Regions from separate parts of the Capra hircus genome. Here region 1 is linked to region 2. A link is a contact called in public Hi-C data. All regions are on one chromosome and are shown on one strand. Each heading gives the region's core, a stretch centred on a gene start, on an enhancer-like site or on the middle of the called end of the contact. The rest is flanking DNA. Distances are from core to core; before and after follow the strand shown. Region 1 overlaps CACNA2D4 (voltage-dependent calcium channel subunit alpha-2/delta-4). Region 2 has its middle 46 kb from the start of FBXL14.

Region 1 (3,151 bases), core at 428-2,927, 76 kb before region 2:
GGAACAGCTATCTGCTCACCCAGGAGTGGACGTGGGTCCTCCTCCAGGGCGGCTGCCAGGCCTCTGAGTTTGCCAAGTCCTTTCTGAGCCCGCTCAAGTGACCACACAGGCCCCACTGAGGAGTCCAGGAAGTCTGGGCACTGGGCCCCCGCCCACCTCTAAGTGACCATGGGGTCAGTTGTGGGAGGAGGCCCAGGGCTTGTCCGGGAGCTATGTCTGCAGAGCGCCTGGTGGACCATCCACAGGGAGCAGGGCTGTCATCTTCCAGGCCCCCCACACCCTGACCTCCTCCAAGCCCCTGGACATCACCGCTGACGGTGAGGAGGGAGACAGGCGTCCCCAGGGTAACCCCAGGCGTCACTCACACTCAGCCGCTCCCTCTCCCCCACCCCCTAAGTCCTGATGGCTTGCCATCTGCCAGTGGAGGGAGCGTCTTCCTCCCGGCGCAGTGACCGCACTGCCCAGGCTGTCGAGGCCCAGCCCTACGGGGGTGACCGAAGCCCCGCGTCCACACCCTTCCGTGTCCCCGCAGCCCACAAGCACAAGAAGCAGGACCTGCTGCAGCCCTGTGACACCGCCTACCCCGTGTTCGTCCACCAGACGGCCCTGCGGGAGGCCAACGGCACTGTGGAGTGCCGCGCCTGCCAGAAGTGAGCGGGGAGGGGAGGGAGCCAGGTCGGGTCCCCGCGGCAAGGCCTCTGTGCCCGCTTCCTCGGTGGAGGGACCACAGGCCTCGGCCCAGAGCATGGCAGCCAGCTGGGGACAGGGCTGGCATAGTGTCCATGTCGGCAGACAGGAGAGATGGCCCTGAGGCCAGGGCAGACTCAGGGAAGGAGGGCCAGCTCTCACTTAGACATCTGTCCACACAGAGGACCGGCAGGCTGGAGGACGTTTCAGGAGTGGCTAGGGCACCTGACACCTCTGCCCGAGCTCCCGCAGGGAGGCCAGGCTCTGGCCCAGGGAGGCCGGGAGGCCTGGCTCAAAGTTCTGCGCTGCTCACTCCCACCCCGACCTCAGGCCACCGCCCACCCACGGGATGTTCCATCCTGACCTGGAGGAGATGGCCTCCCCTAGGCTGTCCACTTGCCAGCATGCCACTCCCCAGGGGCTTCCAGGATGTCCCTGAGATTCAGGGCACAAGCAAACTGCCTTCTAGTGGGACGCCTGGGACCCTGGCCTCAGACACAGCTAGCCCATCTTGTTCAGGCAGGCACTGTCATTGTAGGACTCACACAGCTGGTTTCACAGGAATATAGTTATTTGTACACTTATCTCAGAGGCTGGCAGGGTGGATACGGCGAACAGTGTGGGTAAAGCCAAGGCCTCAGAGTAGACGGACTTTGACTGAAGAGGAACTGGTGACCTTGTGCATCACTTTACCCAGAGGCGTCAGCTTTCCCTTCTGCAAAACAGGGATGATACCAACTTCATATGGTGTTAAGAAGGTTGAATATGTACATGTGAGTCTGTTGTGCACGTGTATATGGGCACGTGGGTGTGCTGTGTGTGTGTGCACGTGCACGTATGAAGTCCTCTACCCCGTAGGAAATGCCTACGGGCAGTGTCTGTGGCCAACGCACTGGCTGAGCCAGCGACCGCAACCGGCTTGCACCTACCTGGCTCCCAATCAGGCAGCGTGCGGGCCTGGGGCGCCACCTTGTGGCTACGCCTGAGCACTGTAACCCTGCTGGGGGCGGCCTCTCCACACTGGCCTGTTTACTTGACATGGTCTTGACTTAGGCCTGTGTTCCCCACAGACATCAATAACAACTCTTATCCCCCTAGATGTCTGGGCTTCCTTCCCTCCAATCTGCTAGGAAAGGAGCAGGGCAGCTGCAAAGGCTTGTGGGAGATGTAAACCAGGTTGCCTCCCACCAGGGGGCTGACCTGGGCCCCCAAAGCCCTCGCGCCATCTCCAGAAGAGCCTCCCTGAAGCCCAGCGTCCAGCTGCTCGGAGCTTCCATGGGCCAACCTCTCTCGTGTCCACAGGGCGTTTGTGATGCAGCAGGTCCCCAGCAGCAACCTGCTGCTCCTGGTGACGGATCGCACCTGCGACTGCAGCACCTTCCCGCCAGTGCTGCGGGAGGCAGAGGAGGTCAAATATATCCTCTGGGGCTCCAGCCTGCGTGTGTGTGGGATGCAGGGGAGGGGTGGACGGGGGAGCGGGGAGGGCGGGTCATCACCGAGGGGCTCAGATCTAGAGAGGTGGGGCTAGCCACACTCACCACCAACACCCTGCCCTTCCCACGGCTCCAAGGGCTGACCTCTGACCCTGGAAGGCAGTGAGGCAGCCAGTCCCACCAGAGGTTCCAGAACTGAGTCCCCAGAGGCTCCCGGGTGGCACAGACATCCACCTGCAAAGCGGGAGACCTGAGTTCGATCCCTGGGTCAGGAAGATCCCCTGGAGAAGGGAATGGCTACCCACTCCAGTATTCTTGGGCTTCCCTTACTCAGACAGTAAAGCATCTGCCTGCAGTGCAGAAGGCCTGAGTTCAATCCCTGGGTCGAGAAGATCCCTTGGGGAAGGGAAAGGCAACCCACTCCAGTACTCTCGCCTGGAGAATCCCATGGACAGAGGAGCCTGGCGGGCTACAGTCCTTGGGGTCGCAGAGTCGAACACGACTGAGCGACTGTCACACACACAGGCTCCAGTGTCATCTCCGCCTCAGCTGTGTTCACCTTAACAGTGACCTCTGCACATAACGCCTCCATCAAGTGCGACAGGATGCGTTCCCAGAAGCTCCGCAGGCGCCCGGACGCCTGCCACGCCTTCCATCCAGAGGTGGGGGCTGGTGGCAGGGGTCTTCATCCCCAAACCTCGGCCCAAGCCTGTACCCTTCAGACGTGAGAGCACTGGACACCCAGTGTGCAGCTGGGAGGGCACCTCTGGAACCCTCATCCATGTGCATTCGTGCAGGGAGGGACCCAGCAGTGTTTTTATGATGAGAGCTGGTCTCCCAGGGGCCAGGCCCTTGGTAAACTTAAACACAGCTTCTCCATATTGCCCCCATCGCACTTGGATCCACGGGGTCCGGGCGGGTAGGAGGAAACCATTATGCACATAATACTGTGGTGACCAGCCCTGAACACCCACGTAGTTGGGCTTCTTGTACTTGAGTTGTCCTTGCTAGACACGCTGAGTCCACAGCCA
Region 2 (3,159 bases), core at 374-2,873:
CAAATGCAGAGGATTCAGGTTTGATCCCTGGAGGAGGAACTAGGGTCCCACTTGCCACACAGTGCAGCCAAAAAAAATTTTTTTAATATATTTTTTTAATGACTTCTTTTGGAAGAGCACAGTGGTCCCCTTCTCAAGAAAGATCAAAGTCAACCTAGAGAAGAACGGTGAATTTCTGGGTATACGAAAAGCCAAACGAATCCAGATTAGATTCCTTGCATTTTCGATTGGCTCTGATCAAGTACGTGCATGCATCCTCAGTCATGTCTGACTCTTTTCGAATCCCGGACTATAGCCCACCAGGCTCCTCTGTCCATGGGATTCTCCAGGCAAGCGAACTGGAGTGGGTTGCCATTTCCTCCTCCTGGGGTCTTTCCAACCCAGGGATCGAACCCTCATCTCCTGCATTGGCAGGCAGGTTCTTTACCACTGAGCCACCTGTGAAGCCGCAACTTTGACTGAGAGATGATTCCAAAGATCTTACATGTCATAGTTGTGTGCTTTTTAAAAACCATGTTACCTTTGATCTTGCCTTGATACAAGTACCAATATCTCAGCCTTTAAAAAGACCTTATGGGACTTCCCTGGGAGTCCAGTTAAAACTCTGCACTTCAACCACAGCAAGCACGGCTTTGATCCCTGATCTGGGAATTAAGATCCCACATGCCGCACTGTGAAGCCCAAATGTATAAAGAAAAAAATAAACTAGGCCACAGTGAACTTTCTACACATGTATTTTAAAAAATCATAAAATTTTAAAAAATAAGACTTAATGTTTTACAGAAAGCTTTCATAGCCTCTATCTTATCTGAAGGAAATATATTATGGTGGCTCAGATGGTAAAGAATCTGCCTGCGATGTGGGAGTCCCAGGTTCGAACCCTGGGTTGGGAAGATCCCCTGGAGAAGGGAATGGCTACCCACTCCACTATTCTTGCCTGGAGAATCCCATGGACAGAGAAGCCTGAGACACAGTCCATGGGGTCGAAAAGAGTCAGACATGACTGAGCAACTAACACATATTATGATCCCTGTTTTATTGCTAAGGGAACTGCCTGAGATGACTTGGCCCATCCTCTGCACCAAACCTGAGCCTGTCCTGGTGTGTGTGGTTAGCTCCCCTGAGGGAGGCAGGCCTCACAGTCCTGTAGCTGAAATGAGTCTCCAGGGAGTATCTGGTTTTCAACCTGTCTCCAGACACTACTAAAGTTCCCCAAACATCTCAATGCCCCTTATTTCCTTAAACTTCTCTGGGGAGTGAAATCTATAACTCTCAGTTACCTATCCTGGTGACAAATAGTTTCTTTCTGCTTAGAAAGATAGCCTTTATTTCCACTTTGGTTCTTTTTGTTACCAAAAAAAAAAAAAAAGTCTATTTGGCCAAGAGAGTGTTTTGGTTTTTTTCATTTTTGTTTTTTAACCACTTTGTGGGGAATACACAATAAGGGGCTCAGAAAACAAGCCAGGGATCACTGGGTCAGTCCACAGCACACCTAAATACCAGCTAAGAGTGGGAGTGGGCACACTGCTCAAAGTTCTTGCCTGTCTCTGTGGCAGCCGAGCTTCACAAAGCCCGCCTCGGAGCAGGAAGCACTGGATAACAAACCAAAGCCTGGAATCCAGGGCTGCATCCAGGGCTCTTGCACAAGCCAAGAGCAGAGCCGGGCCGGAATTCTGGTGTCTGACTCTGGGGTTAAGAAGCAAGTCCCTATCTTACAGGGTCACACTGACCTGTAGCTTAACAGAATTTTTATCTGGAAAAGCCCTCAATTTGTGGCCAGACTCAGGACTGGTAGAAGCAGAAGCAGAGGTGACCGCAGGGGCTTTCTTTAGCGAGAACGTGACATCCACGTGCTGGCTGGCGGCCTCTGCTGGCTGGTCCCTGGCCAGGGTGGGCGGAGGGCATGCAGTGGCCAGCTCTGCCCTGCCCAGACCTATGTGGGTACTGGCATCCACAGAGGCTCCTCTCGGGCTGCTGTCCCCTGGACTGGGACCAGCTGAGCGCCCCTTCAGTGCACATTGTGTCCTCTGGGTTTCTCCAAAGCTAGACGGGCCCATGATGAAGCCAAGCTCAAGGCTCAGGTCTGCCTCCAAGAAATGCCCTCCTTATCTGGTCATCCAAAGGGGTCCAACTGACCATAGCAGAGGTTAGAAACAGGTCTAGGAAGTTATTATCCGTTCACACGTCTTACGAAGGAGGAGGCTTTGGGGACAGACTGTACTGATTTTAGTTTCTTGTGTGTGTGTGTGTGTGTGTGAGCTCAGTCGTGCCTGACTTTCGCAACCCCATCCACTGTAGTGTGCCAGGCTCCTCTGTCATGGGATTTCCCAGGCAAGAATACTGGGATGGGTTGCCATTTCCTTCTCCAGGGGATCTTCCTGGTCTAGAGATCGAACCTGTGTCTCTTACGTCTCCTGCATTGGCAGGTGGGTTCTTCACCATTAGCGCCACCTGGGGAGATGCTATCAGGAAGGCCCAATGTCCGCTCGTGCAGAGTCAGTTTTGAGTGCCTAGACACTGACTTCTAGCAGGCTGATGCCCTTCACGCTTTTAAACCCAGCTCTTCTGCAAACAGCTGTCTCCCCTGTGTGCAAGGCAGATTCTCTGAGCCCACAGCCCTGCACAGCTGGTCCTCTTACCTTAGGTTGAGGACAGCCTTGTGCCTCCATCAGAAGAAATTTCCCTGCTCACCCTCCTCATCCTAAATTCATGGTGGTCTGAGGGGCAGATCAGTGCGCACATCTGAGGCTCAGAAGGAAACAGGCCCCTCTTACTTCACATCCTGGGATCACTCAGAAACCCACCAAGGGGACAGAAGGGCCCCTGGAGTCAGTCAGCATCAGCTAGCAGCTGTGTGAGTCAGAGGATGTTCCTTCGCTTCTCTGAGTCTTTCCTCCCATCCGGAACTTGTGGATAATGACACCAACCTTGCGGAGGTACCGAGGGAATTATAGATGATGTACGCAGAGCAGCTGGTACAGTCAGTCCTCTGTGGAAACTACAGTGACTCCCCACCTCTGGGATGATGACCATCAAGCAAGAAGAGCATCTGGCTGCCGGCTCGGAGGCTGACCCAAGCCACTTCCGAGCCCGAGCTCCATTATCATCACCCATGTCTCAGTGGCCCATCCCAGCTGGACTGGGCACTCCCCTCATCAT

The links. Hi-C and Micro-C count contacts between places; a contact is called where the count stands out from the background.
Region 1: a contact with region 2 is called in a Hi-C map of blood, with 8 times the contacts expected there. The contact joins two enhancer-like sites. A contact is called at or near these places in 2 of 5 Hi-C or Micro-C datasets (both in blood).

Annotation. Positions count from the first base shown.
Region 1 is chr5:107,157,992-107,161,142 of ARS1.2, reverse strand. CACNA2D4 (voltage-dependent calcium channel subunit alpha-2/delta-4) reads left to right here. Exons shown (of 38, transcript XM_018049066.1): 35 at 533-650; 36 at 1,990-2,102; 37 at 2,700-2,782. Among named protein-coding and RNA genes, the nearest start is that of LRTM2, 11 kb to the left of the region's middle. Within about 2 kb of position 1,677, at least 2 of the 5 cell types and tissues checked have an H3K27ac peak or open chromatin away from gene starts, as enhancers often do.
Region 2 is chr5:107,082,320-107,085,478 of ARS1.2, reverse strand. No RefSeq gene overlaps it. Among named protein-coding and RNA genes, the nearest start is that of FBXL14, 46 kb to the right of the region's middle. Within about 2 kb of position 1,623, at least 2 of the 5 cell types and tissues checked have an H3K27ac peak or open chromatin away from gene starts, as enhancers often do.